Regions from separate parts of the Mus musculus genome. Here all the other regions are linked to region 2. Evidence: chromatin contacts called from public Hi-C and promoter capture Hi-C data. All regions are on one chromosome and are shown on one strand. The core of a region is the stretch at or near the end of the contact, and the rest is flanking DNA. Distances in the headings are between cores, read along the strand shown.

Region 1 (4,776 bases), core at 396-2,895, 200 kb after region 2:
GCTGTTTCTTCTTTACCCACGTCACACCTTTTTAAAGCCCATGGGCAGGATTTGAGACGCATTGACAAGGAACTTCTGCCCATTAACAATATATATTTTGGTAGCAGGTAAAGACTGACTCTTCAAATACCTGACTCTAACTAATGATTTGGAATGAGTCTCCATAATCTATACATTGAGATATTTAAAAATGATCTCTAAGCAAAATTTCAACTCACAGATTAGAATAACAGGATGAGTTTTCATTTATAACTTGGCAGAATTTAGCACTAGGATCCTGTCATGTTGGTTGTATTGGTTTTGGGGGAAGTATTTTAAAAATAAAGTTGCTATCATGGAAATGTTTCAATGTGCATATCCAAAACCAGAAACATTTTTCTTGCATAACCTCAGAACTATTGATACTTTAAATAAATATGTCATATTTCTCTAATACTCTTCCAATTCCCCCCTTTCAGTTGATCTATTTTAATTAGCATGTGAGCAAAGGTGTCTTAAATGATGACAGAAATCAGGGCAACGCTCTGTGTGCTAGTTGGTTATTAGGTAGGGCTCCTTTGTCTATGACAAACATTTTTTACCAGGAAAGTTTTTACACATAGAGAATCATTATGAGATTCTTCACTGTTCACATGGTTGTATGACTCTCTTATTAGCTCTGCTCTTGACTTTTTGGTGACCAAGATTTCATAGTCTTTATACTTCTGATTTAATGAGAAAATCAGAGACTATTCCGTGACTCCTCTTCTCTGGGAGGAAGCCTTGAAGAACCCAGGCAAAGTGGATGGCCAATATGCTGTGACATTGCGCTGCTTATAAATCTCGAGAGTATCTTCTCCTCTGACTGGATAGCCACTGCACTTTGTAAGTGTTATTGAGTCTGACTTTCAGCTGACAAGACTTTCTGGGGCATCCCCCAGAGAGCCGGATGCTGCAGGGTTACCAGCAGAGTCACCACCGTGGGTTAGTGAGAAACTAACAAACACCCGATCTAAAACTGGAGCGTTTGGAACAGTGTGTTTACACCTTACGCAATGCCGGTTGTATTTCAACATTTTCCAAAAATATCACACAAAGGTATTTAGAAAGAAGAAAAACAAATCTGGTTTGTAAAGTGTTTGTCTGAGGACTGCCACTGTTGCCATGGGATTCACAGAAGCAGATTTTCACGGCTTCATCAGACCGAGCCTGTTTTTTGAACAGGTTCCGGGGAGAGTGGGCTCCTGCTGCCCTGTTCTGGGTGTTTTCGTTAGACTTAACTCAGCCTTAGGAATATCAACATTTCCTTTGTACAAAAAGTACATTGGGTGATAATGCCTAGGTTTGCTTTTAGCAGACAGCTTTAGCGATACCAGATTTATTTTCCTATCTGCTGCTTGTTTCTAAATAGACATCATGTAACCAGCTTCACACGGCTCGTCTTGGAGCATAGGCAAATGTTAGCTTAATATTTGAGTGCCATCTGCTGTAAGTTCCATGGCATTCAAGCCCATCTGGCTTCCGTGCGGCAAGTCCCCTTTCTTTTTAACATCTCAGTAGAACGCAGCCCAAGCCTCGCACACTGATGGGGCCGACTCTTCCACTGATCACCGCATGGGGCTGCTGTCCAAGGATCATGTTCTCTTGGCTCTCCATGCACCTTTCCCGGAGACTTGTGCTTCAGCTTCGGGAAGCACGTGCAAGCGTGTGATGTAACTAAGCAGTCAGTGTGTTCCTAAGTCCCTTTGCTTTATCTGAAATAGCAGTCTGACTCTCAGTGGGTGAACATTTGCCACCTCAGTAAAGTTACTGAATAAACGATTATTAAGAACAGAGTATATGCTGGGCTTTTTAGAAGACATTGGAATGGAGGGAGTGGAGAACAGGAAGACTGTCTGCTGCCCTGACATCCCATCCATGAAGGAGATTAATGTATCCACACAAATGAACCCAGATAACTCAGAGCAAGGTGGTGATAGGCAGTGTGAAGTTAAGTCCAGTCCAGAGGTATAGGCAGTCTGGTTCATTTCTCTTGACCTACTTTTACTAGCTTTGAAGTCAAGTTGATCTGAACACTGAACATCATGAGAAGACTAATATTTCTATCAGTAGTTGTGGTAGGAGGTTCTAGAGTCAAGCAATCAGAATTGTAAGCAGGTCATGTAGGCTCATCTTTATTTACGTTATTAGACGTGTCTATACCCACACTCTCATGGATTCCTGAATCAAGTACATAGGAATTCCTGGGTAGGAGCTGAGGAGCCTAAGGTGACTAAGACCCAGTCCTTGAAACCAGACATTGGTAGAGACATGCAGCTAAAAATGATGTCACAAAACATTCCAGGCACACTGAAGGCCACACTTACCCCGGCCTCTCTGTGTTGCTGACTTACACTGCAACAGCTGAGCCGTATCTGTATTCATATCTTTCTGTACTTATTTATCCACAGCTTCCAAAATCTGGGGGCCGGGGGATTATTAGTGGAATATTGATCCCGTTCTTCTTCCCGTTCCCCTTTACTTCAAAGGAAGAGATTAGGTTGTCCAAAAGTAATAACAGTATTTGTTTGGTTTACTGGGGGTGGGGTGGCAAATACAGAAATAATTGTTGCTTCAATTGCCCGAGTACCAGTTTCAGATGCTGAAATGATGACACACTACTGCGGGGGGTGGGGTGCAAATGTGTTTTCTACCTGGCTTCTCCCTGTTATGTGGTACATTTGGAGTTACTGCATAGCTTGAGAAACTCAACAGACCTTTGTATAACTGAAATTAAACATTTAACCTCCATAGAGGCCATCAGGGATCAGGTACAAAGTGGGGCAGAGAGGAGGGATGGAGGAAGCTGCACATTCGTATTGGATTGTTCATACTCCCCAGCCTGAAGCCAGGAGCCTGCAGTAACCTGTGTGAAAGCAAAAGTAAAATTGAGTTTGGGGACTAGGGAAAAGCATTGCATGTCCTCTTATTGTATGCTCTTAGGAGTGTTTTTTTAACACAGTAACTCCAGATACCAAGGAGATTTAGGCCACTCCTATTCTTTTGACTACAGAGAGTGTTTTCTTTCAGTCTTATATTACTCAATAGAACCAGAAAACTATTTGTTTGGCCAATAAAAGCTGCACAAACTTCATCTCACTGAACATTCATAATAAGGGCCTGGTTTTCTGATTAGCCATTTCTTTCTACCCCCAGCCCAGTGTGCATGGTTGGCATCAAATACTGTGCTTTTTTGGAGGCACAACTTTCCAGAGAGGCAGACTCTCCTACCGACCATGGTGTTGCTGGTCCCCAACTACAAGGCCAGCATGATGTCTCTCTGGCTGCCCCACTGGCGTGCCCTTGAGTCCTCTTGCCTCTCTGTGGCTGGCAGTTAGATTGTACCGCCAACATCCATCACATCTCTACTGTCTGCACAGGCAACACTGAATTAAAACTAAGAAGCCAGCTTTCCGTCCACTGCATAACCAGTCTGTGAGGTGGGGATGTGTGCTGGTGTTCAGGATCTAGTAACTCAGGGCTTCTAAAGCCTCAAGAGCACAGGCCTTTTGGTGTTGGCAAGTTTCAAACTCTGAGCATTTCTGTTTCCCCTTCCCCTGGTGATGGACCCTGTATACTCATTCATTTCATCCTCCCAAAGACAGAAAGAGCAATCTGCCCACATCAAAATCATTAAACATCGCATGGCATTTGCAGTTTTTTTTTTCAATCTTTCAGTAGATCTTTGAATCTGACAGAGGTCTGGCTGTTCTTGGGGGCAGTGATTCTAAAGTGAAGATTCATGTTCAGAGGTTCTTATCATAGCGTAGTCCCTTTCTCATGGTGTGCCTTTAGGCACCAAAACGCCATCCTGAGTTGACATACTTCAGTTAGCAAGAACAGTTAGCCAGAAGCATAGCCACAGAAGCTGAAGAGCAGGGTCAGTCCACCTAGAGACTTCCCCGGACCTACGGGCTCTGATGGAGTAGGTCTGCACGCTTGTTTTTGGCAGGTGGTACTGTCTACACGTTGAGTTTTATGGTCTGAATGGTACGCCCATCATGACGTCAGTTGTGCTAAGGTCTGGGGCTCTATTACACTTTTGTAAAATTCAGTCGTGCTCTTGTCCCAGCAGACGTGTTGACGTGAATCCTCCGGCTGCTGACAATTACTTCTGGATCTCCACGGTCCATGTGAAAACACACCTTTTCAAAGAGGGAGGTTTTGTTTTTGTCCTGAGAACAATCTTGGAGAGCATTGAACCCACTCAGGTCGCTCTGCAGATGGGTTGAGCAAGGAACAGGCAGCTATGACTGAATCTCGAACCAACCGGGACCAGCAGACTACAGCTGGTGACTGTTTTATATCAGATCTATTCAGACACAATCCACAAGCCAGAAAATTCACCATTCTGACATCCATAGTCCACGGGTTATTTCTTCATTTACGCTCCTGTCACCACAGTGTAACATTTCCAGTATTCCTGACGGAAACTCTGCCCTGTAGCTCACTCTTCCTCTGCCTCCTCTCTTGAAGGCCCCGCAAATCACTAATCTGCCTTCTAGTTCTTCAGAGTTGCCTGTTATGCGTATATTTCAGATAGGAGTCAAATAATATGTGTTTATTTGTATCTTATTTTTTCTCTTAAACATCAGTTTGTAGCAGGTGTCAATATGACACTCTTACAGCCGACTAACACTCCATACAGGAGATACAACACATTGTTTTTACCCAGTCATTTGAATGGGTTGTTCCCATTTTTTTTCTATTTTGAATAACTCTGTACCATGAGCCTTCATGTGAAGATTTTTGTGAGGA
Region 2 (4,438 bases), core at 427-2,926:
CTTTTCTTTTCTTTTCTTTTCTTTTTTTTTTCTTTTCTTTTCTTTTTTCTTTTCTCTTCTTTCTGGCTCACTAAGAGTTAAGGAACTCCAAGCCTCTCACCTAGCCAGTGAGGGATCTGAGTCAAACAGAAAAGAACCAAAGTAATTAAGTTTCTTTTTCTCTGCTGCTATACAGGAGTTAGTACCCAGAAGCCAGTGGCTTTTGGCCATATAACTCACAGGCAGAGGCATCTTTAGCCCTGATGGCTGACTCCATATCACTTCACTGCCTTCCTCAGGAAACTGGGTGCTGGGATAACCCCTCACCCCAAAGCCTTACCCAGACTTCCTTGCATTCTGTACTCTCTCTCTCTCTCTTTTTTTTTAGACAGCCTTACAAATGCTTTCAGTTTAACTGTCAGCTCTTTTCAAGCTGTTTCTGACTCTTAAAAAGAATGTGGATTAAATTTCTATATCCAAATTTAGTCTATGATTTCAACCGCCTGCTTGATATTTCCAGTCAGATAATCAAATGTGTCATGAGATGTAATTCGTCTGAAAGTCTCCTCCCTGGAAGTTGCCTCTCTTCTATTTTATTGGGGCCTGTTTATTGTTACAGTAGTCTTGGTGACTATAACTATCAGGGATCTGTTGGTGCTCATTAAGGGAAATCTATTTCCTCCTAGTCAAAAGCATGGACTCAGCCTCTGGCTTGAATGTAGAGACCTGACATACTATTGTTTCCTCGGTGGGAGTGGGTGGGTGAGCTCCCTCATAGAAGCAGGAGGTGGGGATGAGATAAGGGGTTTGCAGAGGAGAAACCGGGAAAGGAGAGGACATTTGAAATGTAAATAAATAAAATACCAATTAAAAAGAATGAAGGGGCGGAAAAGGGCTAATTCACCAGAACCTGTCAATTACCTTCTCAAGGCCTCACCTCTCAGGAAGGTTTATTCATTCAAAGCTGTGCTGAAGCACTGGGAGGAATAATTTTCCCCTTAGTGAGATAATGTGCTTTTTCTTCAGCCTATCTCCCCCAGTGTGGTCACCCATGGATCCATCACTGTGCTGATCTTTTAAGGTCTAGCCACCAGAACAGTATAACTTTCTCTTTTTCTTTTACCAAAGCCTAAACATGTTTTCTCTAGCATCATGGGTCTTCTTACTACCCTCTGAAGCTACTTCCTTTGTCTTGTACCTACTTGCTGCCATGTGACAGGCTGCTGACCCAACTCAAGGCAAGACTTTCTCTCTTCCTTCCTTTCATATACCTTTCCCAATGGCTGCCAAGATCTATAACTTGCTTGCCCTGCTGTTTCCTCTTAAACATTAGTAAAATTGACCTTAAGCTTCCTAGTGAGTTTCGTTTATGAAGGCCAAGAATCCAAAGAGGTAGTAAGCCCAAGCCCCTCTTTAACACTTGTATTGTAGTTGCAAACTCTGTAGACATTAACACCTGACTCCCTAGCATAACTGTAGTCATTTTCGTTTCATGCCTGCCAGCCATTTCATATTGTTGTTGTAATGCTGACATAGAAAATTCTTTCTGGAAGGTCAGACTGACCACATATCCTGTTATGTTCTCAGCTTTGCTATTTTTTTGGGCAATTTCACAATCACAGGCTCCACTTAGGACCAATCAAATTCAAGGTCAGTTACAACTATTTTGTTTAGCTAGCCAAAATAGCTTGCGCCACCCTGAAGCTACGTATGAGCTCATTGCAGTGTTTGCCTTTATAAACTGGCCCTGAGAAACATTCAAGGTCTCAGTCTTAGCTCCTGAGTCTATGCTATGCCCTGATAGATCAGTCTTGGTGTGGGTGTTCAATGTTCTTGTTTGACTGAGACCAGGGTCTGAGTGGTTTGTGGGGGGATTCCTGGACCCCAGCAGTAGGTATCTTTTCATGTTTGCTGTGTATGGCTGATAAATTCTGTCAGTTTCTCCCAGAATTTCTCCTGTGCAATACCAACTCGGCCGAACCCTGCTTAGCTTACAAGCTTAGATGAGCACAGACACATTTTGGGTGGTGTGACTGAAGAGGCCCCATTGCTTTTCATAAGTCTCAGTTTTCTGCTTTTATTTATTTATTCATTTGTTTTGTTTTTATGTTTGTTTTTTGATATGGGGCTGCTCTACATAGCCCTGGCTGTCTTGGAACTTACTATATAGACTAGGCTGGCCTCAAACTCACAGAGATCTGCCTGCCTCTGCTAGGATCTGCTGGAGTGCTAGGATTAAAGGCATGCATCATCACTGCCCAGCCATCTTTCTATTTTTAAAGTCACCTCCTTCTGGTCCAGTTTCTCATTATTTGTTCCTGGTATATTTTAGTAATCTTCTTTGCTGCCATAAATACTGCTATTAGATGAGAATTCTTAATACACAGTTCTAGATATGTAATTACACTCCTGAAAACTATTCGACATATTCTTGTTCTCTTTAATTTGAAGTCTAATTCTTCAGCCTGGTCTTCATACCCCATTATTAATTCACAGATTTGTAACCCCATTCCACAAAGAACTTAGAGCAGCTTACAGGAAGCATGTAAGAAAACAATAAAAGCACAAATAATACATGATGAAGAAGATCAAGACTAAGGACAAGGTAAGTTAAGCCAGGCAGTGGTGGCACACACCTTTAATTCCAGCATTCAGCAGGCAGAGGCAGGCAGAACTGTGAGTTAGATGTAAGCCTAGTCTATAGAAGGAGTTCCAGGATAGTCAGGGGGGTTACACAGAGAACATGGAGAAACCCTGTCTCAAAAGCAAACAGACAGACAAACAAACAAACAGACAGACAGACAAACAAACTCAACAAGAACAACATAAATTAGAACAGATTAAAAACTAGGGTTAGAGACAGGGAGAATGTAATGTCCTATAGAATTTCTATTATTGTATCATAAAATTGGCCCTGAGCTTTTGCGATGCTAAAATGAAAAAGGAAATACATAATATTTACAGTTAGTGAACAGAACAAGACCTTTTCCCCCTACATTTATGTATTTTCTAAATGTATTTTCTCATGACACCTTTCAAATGAGGGCAGTTAATAAGAAGGACAAGAGCTTCAACATATATAGAATGCATGCAATACGAGTTATGTAAGACTATGCACAAGAATCCACCTTTACCACCAGATCCAGACACTATTGCAGATGCCAACAAGATTTTGCTGACAGGAGCCTGACATAGCTGTCTCCTGAGAGGTTCTGCCAATGCCTGACAAATACAGAAGTGGATGCTCACAGTCATCCATTGGACAAGCACAGGGTCCCCAGTGAAGGAGCTAGAAAAAGTACCCAAGGAGCTGAAGGGGTTTGCAGCCCCATAGGAGGAACAACAATATGAACTAACCAGTACCTTCAGAGTTCCCTGGGACTAAACCGCCAATCAAAGAAAACATATGGTGAGACTTGTGGCTCTAGCTGCATATGTAGCAGAGGATGGCCTAGTCAGTCATCAATGGGAGGAGAGGCCCTTGGTCCTGTGAAGGTTCTATTTCCCAGTATAGGGGAATGCCAGGGCCAGAAAGCAGGAATGGGTGGGTTGGGGAGCAGGGGGAATGGGAAAGGGATAGGAGATTTTCGGAGGGGAAACTAGGAAAGGGGATAACATTCGAAATGTAAATAAAGACAATATCTAATAAAAAAAGAAGAAGAAATCCACCCTTAGTGACTGAATGAGCGCAAAATGCACACTTCTGAAGAATTTGCATTTATTGGAATGGGAGGTTTTATTGAAAAGCGTGCGATTAGTAATCTCTCCAGAGTGTCTCAGAGTATTAAACCACCAGGAGTTGTCTTTCCATTTTCTAGAAAATTTGATGTACATTTTTATTTGATGAGAGCTAGATAATATTACACTGGGAAACTGCACCCTGCATAGGATTTTTGGGCACTTATCCTGTTACACGGAGCCTGGGAGTCCCTCATGAACACCTTGGGTTTTCTATTTACAATTTTAAAAGTAATCTTGCTATACTATCTTTGTGGGTTCAAATATCTTCCATAATTGCCAACACTGTATTTCCCCAGGAACTTAGAAACAGTTCTGAAGCCTAAGAGGATGACGGTGCTCTGGTGTGGCCTTCTACTCTGCCTCATGGAATTGTGCCTTGTCAGCTGCAGCGTTTATTAGAGATTCAACCCAGACCTTCACACACCAGGAAATGACTCAACACTAAGCTTCGCCTCCAGTTGCTGCTCTTTACTGAAAAGGCTCTTTTTTGTTTTGAGTGTCTGTGGTACAGGTGTGTGTATATGGAGGTCAGGGAATGATCTTAGGCACTGGTCTTGCCTTTTTATCTTGTTGTTCAGAGCTAAGTATAGCAGGCTACCTGCCCAAAGCCTCTGAGGATTCTTTTGTTTCTGCTTCCCATCTCACATAGTATCTAGGGATAAGATGCAAAGCTCAGTGCCTCGCGATTGTGCTATGGGCTCCTGACCTGCTGAGCTCA
Region 3 (4,816 bases), core at 440-2,939, 200 kb before region 2:
CTTTAATCCCAGCACTCAGGAGGCAGAGGCAGGCGGATTTCTGAGTTCAAGGCCAGCCTGGTCAACAAAGTGAGTTCCAGGACAGCCAGGGCTACACAGAGAAACCCTGTCTCGAAAAAAACAAAAACAAAAACAAAAACAAAAAAAAAGGAAAGTAGACATTCTAGTTCATTTAAATTTCCCCACATCATATGAATCTGACACTTTTGTTTCTACCTCTTACCTCTACCTAGGTAAGAAGGCTATACTAAAGACACTAAAGCCCATGTTCTTCCCAAGATCAAGGGGTGCAGAGTCTGGTTTGAGAACATTGAACTCAGAAAAGAAGGCTAACTCTATTAACTTTGTCTTAGAAAACTATCTAGTGGGCTGGCGAGATGGCTCAGCAGGTAAGAGCACTGACTGCTCTTCCTAAAGGTCCTGAGTTCAAATCCCAGCAACCACATGGTGGCTCACAACCATTGGTAATGAGATCTGACTCCCTCCTCTGGTGCATCTGAAGCCAGCTACAGTGTACTTACATATAATCAATCAATCAATCAATCAATCAATCAATCAATCAATCTTTGGGCCAGAGCGAGCAGAGTTGACCAGAGTGAGCCGGGCAGAGGTCTTAAAAATTCAATTCCCAACAACCACATGAAGGCTCACAAACATCTGTACAGCTACAGTGTACTCACATACATTAAATAAATAAATAAATCTTAAAAAAAAAGAAAAGAAAGAAAACTATCTAGTATGTCTACTGATACTATCAGATCATGGAGGTTATAGGCGTAACCAACTACTCTCTGGTTGGATGTGAGGCTTGCTTCACAGGAAGGAATTCACACTTGTTACTCTAAATTTGCTCAAAAGTCAATAGTTCAGGAGACCATAGGTCCTGGGGCAAAACTACTACTGCCATTTTTCCTTTTTTCCTAAATGGACACATCATCAAACTGTCTTCTAAATATTTATGTTTCTATTCTTAGGTTAGTGCTGCTCTCGGCCTTAGGCAGCAAGGCATCTTTCTGCAGAGGGCAGCAGACAGCGTGAGACACTCAGAGCTCATCAGCCTGCTTAGGATAAGTGACTACTGAGTGATCAGCTCCGAGTGGGACATTTCTGTCAACCCCCACGAGGCTCCTCGAGCATTGAAGAAATGGGGGCAAAAAGCATGTAAGAGCCAGGGGAGGGGACGGGTGCTGTGAGGTGCCGCCTGCTGGACATGCATCCATCAGCAGCTGTCCTGTCACCTCGATGCAGATTTAGTTGTCTGCACAAGAGCAAACCAGCAAGTTCAGCCAGTATTCCAGGGGCATATGGTGGGGTGTTTGGGAGGAATGGGAGTGGAATTGGAGGAGGGTACGATCAAGATACATTGTATACATATATAAAACAGCTAAAGAATAATGAAAGATTTTAAAACGGCATCTAGGTGTTTATGGCACAGTAATTTATAGTCCAGAATTTAATTTTTTTTTTTTTTTTGGAGAGGTACACAGTAGTTTCTTTTACTACTGTTTATTTTTCTTGCATTGAAATGTCAATCTTTTACTCGGACTTTAGTCATCTGTGACACTGTTACCACGCCGGGTGTAACATGTGGCCAGCTGACTCCCATCCAAACTGTAGTTTAATCTGCCTTCATGGAAACATAACGTTGGCACTGTGGGAGAGGCGGGCAGGGCAGTAGTGCCAACAGCTGAAATTCTGTCTCCAGAAGCTAAACGGTTATCCTGTGCGCTGAATGAGCGGACACACGGTCAACACAACAGCTGCTGATGTCACAAGGAGAGGTTTACTGCGCTTATTTTTAGGGTTGCCAAAGTGGAAAAACAGCCCCACTTAACCGGACATTTCTCCCATCGCTCTCTTTCTCTTTTCTAGGTCTCATCTGCCTTTCTGTCTCTCTCCTTCATTAACACATTTGAATTCACCTTTCAAAGTTGTAGTCCTGGAAACCAGGAAGCCAAAGAGTCTCTTAAAGAAAAACAACAACAACAACAACAACAACAACAACAACAACAACAATTTATTTTGAGCAGTCGAACAGCAGAGGAGAACACCCAGACAGCTCGGATTGGCCAGTTTCTATGTATGCGCCGTTGAAATTAAGAAACATTTTCAAAAATTCTATTCGTCACCTTGGACCCACTTATTTAACAGTAAATATAAGCCAACCAGTAGAGGGCAGTGCTGACTTGTTCCTTAAAACCCTCAACAGTAAGGGCAATTTTAGTAGTGAAAAAAAAATTTTTTTTTAATGTAAAGTTGAGCAATCAAATAGATGAGAAGATTTCAAGGGCAATGAGTCACAGCAACACATGGTTGATGCAAACAGGTTGTCACAATTTTCCTGGGACATAAATTAAATACTTGTTTCACAACCTGCCTTTTTCATGTTTGCTTCTTCCGCATGTGGCACTGTGGCCATCAGAAAATCCTTCCGTGCTCTCGGAACCTCACCTTTCTCATTAGAAAATGATGTATTTGGCACAGATGAGAGTTAGCTTCCCTTTGAGGGAACACTAGTCTACGAAAGAGAATGCTAAATAAAATAATTTTGTAGACAGACCTCCTGGAGAAGTTTAAGGGGACCGTACCCCATCCTCACTGATCATTCTCATTGCCGAGTTAGCTACTCCAAATCCTTGGCAGCGCTTTCTAGAAAACACCTGGGGCCAGAGTGTGAGTCATGCAAGGAAATACACCGACCCTGGCCTTCCCTTCCCTTTATCAACTAAGAAGTTACTACCCCTAGTAGCAGCGTAAGGTATTCTTGATATATACCACTGCTTCGGATGCCTTGCGCCGTTTGCTTTCTAGTGTGTTAACATCGCTTGGGCTCCTGGCTCTAGCTTCTTCCCCACGCCAGGAGCATCATGGCTTTTGCTGTCACACAGAACTGTTTCTGTAAGGACCCAGGCAGTCAAGGTAGCCGGCGCTTTGCACGTGTGGATTTCACAACTGTGGAGTCCATCAGCTGTGGATGGAAAATATTCCTTTTAAAAATCGTGTTCATATTGGGCATGCCTTTTGGTTCCCACTACCCATCATGGCGTTAGTCCCTAAACAATGCAGCATCACACCTATTTACATAGCATTGACATTGTATGCGTTGCATGTATGAGACTCTGGGTTGGATCTTCAGCCATACACTGGACACTGTGGTACACAGTTGTAATTTACAATTTGGGAAGTGGAGGTAAGAAGACCATAAATTCAAAGCCAGCCTGGATTACAGATGTATTTTTGAGGTCAGCCCAGGACATATCTCAACACCGAAAGACAAAAGTAAAAAAGAACCTTGAAGAACTGAGAGAGAAGCCATTCATCATGTGCAAAGGACCTTTAATAAATTAATTAGCAGAGTCCTCCTTAGTCAGTGGGACCAGGAAGGTAGAGGCTTACTTTGGAAAGAGGCTCATTTTCTTTTTTTTTTCTTTTTTTTTTTTTAAAGATTCATTTATTTATTATATGTAAGTACACTGTAGCTGTCTTCAGACAATCCAGAAGAGGGAGTCAGATCTTGTTACAGATGGTTGTGAGCCACCATGTGGTTGCTGGGATTTGAACTCCGAACCTTTGGAAGAGCAGTCGGGTGCTCTTACCCACTGAGCCATCTCACCAGCCCGAGGCTCATTTTCTATGCTTTCAATCACCCACAGTCAACTAAGATTGAAAATATTAAACAGATGTTGGACAGTGGTGGCACACATCTTTAATCCCAGCACTTGGGAGGCAGAGGCAGGTAGATCTCTGTGAGTTCGTGGTCAGCCTGGTCTTCAGAGTGAGCTCCAATACAGCAGAGATACACAACAAACCCTGCCTCAAAAAAAAAAAATAAATAAAAAAGAAAGAAAGAAAGAAAAAAAGGAAGGAAGGAAGGAAGGAGGATAGAAAATTTTAAAGGAAAGCATCACAAATAAGCAATTCATAGATTGATTTTTATTTTATTTTTTAACCTTTTTGGGTGGTGGGAATAAAATCTAGGGCTTTGTGCAAGCTAAGTAATTTCTCTATGGCTGAGCCACATCCACAATCTGGCACCACTGCATACATTTCAAATTGCATGTCACTGTGAATAGTATGATAAAATTCATGCTGTCCAGCTCCACCTAGCCTGGAGTATAGACTGTCTCTTCTAGTGTCTTCATGGTGTATATGCTACCATACATTCTGCACTCAGTCTGGGTTATGAGATCAACTGTCACAGTACTGAAGTACTTACGTTCAATCCCCCATATTACTGGGTGTGTTTGCTACATGCATATATTCTCAGTATTAGGAAGCCTGAGGCAGAGGATTTCAAATTTATGACTGGGTCAGGCTACATAGCAAGACCCCATCTCAACAAAAGAAAACAAAACCTAGGACTAGGAGCAAAGCTCAGTGCTCAGAGATAGAACACTTGCTCCTGGTTTGATCCCCAACATCACCACGAGCAACCCATTGATCAAGCAAGCAAATAAGTAAAAAAATTGTTTTACTTAATAATGATGACAAAGTGCAAGATGACAAAGTGGCACCGGAAACTAGGGTACAAAGGGCAGCCGTGATGTGTTTCCTTTAAGTGATAAAGTGGAGGTTTATCGTGTTTATTCTATAGAGTTCAGTACCATCCACAGCGTTCACAGTGGGTCTGAGAGTAGCTCTCCTACACACAACTGTAGACGACTCTGTTTTAAATGTTGAAAACAGACTTCACTGAGGCATAGCGCTCACTTTAAAGAGAATAAGAGAGTTGACTCTGGAGCCCACTGCTAGTGCCCCAGTAACACAGAATCAGATTATCCCAAATACTGTGTTTCAATGTGGCAACAGTTTCACA

What was found. A called contact is a pair of places that touch in the nucleus more often than the background predicts. Capture Hi-C pulls out chosen DNA fragments and counts their contacts.
Region 1: a Hi-C map of liver shows a contact between it and region 2, with 2.1 times the contacts expected there. The contact joins two enhancer-like sites. A contact is called at or near these places in 1 of 484 Hi-C or Micro-C datasets (liver) and 1 of 9 other capture datasets (pancreatic islet).
Region 3: a promoter capture Hi-C map of adipose tissue shows a contact between it and region 2. The contact joins two enhancer-like sites. A contact is called at or near these places in 2 of 484 Hi-C or Micro-C datasets (nephron progenitors and stem cell-derived epiblast-like cells), 4 of 115 datasets of contacts at active chromatin or transcription factors (embryonic stem cells, epiblast stem cells and trophoblast stem cells) and 3 of 9 other capture datasets (adipose tissue, liver and pancreatic islet).

The regions. Positions count from the first base shown.
Region 1 is chr12:72,282,325-72,287,100 of GRCm38.p6, reverse strand. All of the region lies in intron 3 of Rtn1 (reticulon 1), which reads left to right. It overlaps Gm52013 (a long non-coding RNA gene), which reads right to left. Exons shown (of 3, transcript XR_003950281.1): 3 at 3,676-4,776. Among named protein-coding and RNA genes, the nearest start is that of Gm52013, 25 kb to the right of the region's middle. Within about 2 kb of position 1,645, at least 38 of the 459 cell types and tissues checked have an H3K27ac peak or open chromatin away from gene starts, as enhancers often do. A contact at or near this core is called in liver, where this site is marked.
Region 2 is chr12:72,487,394-72,491,831 of GRCm38.p6, reverse strand. The region is part of intron 23 of Lrrc9 (leucine rich repeat containing 9); the gene reads right to left. Among named protein-coding and RNA genes, the nearest start is that of Pcnx4, 47 kb to the left of the region's middle. Within about 2 kb of position 1,676, at least 51 of the 459 cell types and tissues checked have an H3K27ac peak or open chromatin away from gene starts, as enhancers often do. A contact at or near this core is called in adipose tissue and liver, where this site is marked.
Region 3 is chr12:72,691,489-72,696,304 of GRCm38.p6, reverse strand. No RefSeq gene overlaps it. Among named protein-coding and RNA genes, the nearest start is that of Dhrs7, 29 kb to the right of the region's middle. Within about 2 kb of position 1,689, at least 28 of the 459 cell types and tissues checked have an H3K27ac peak or open chromatin away from gene starts, as enhancers often do. A contact at or near this core is called in adipose tissue and liver, where this site is marked.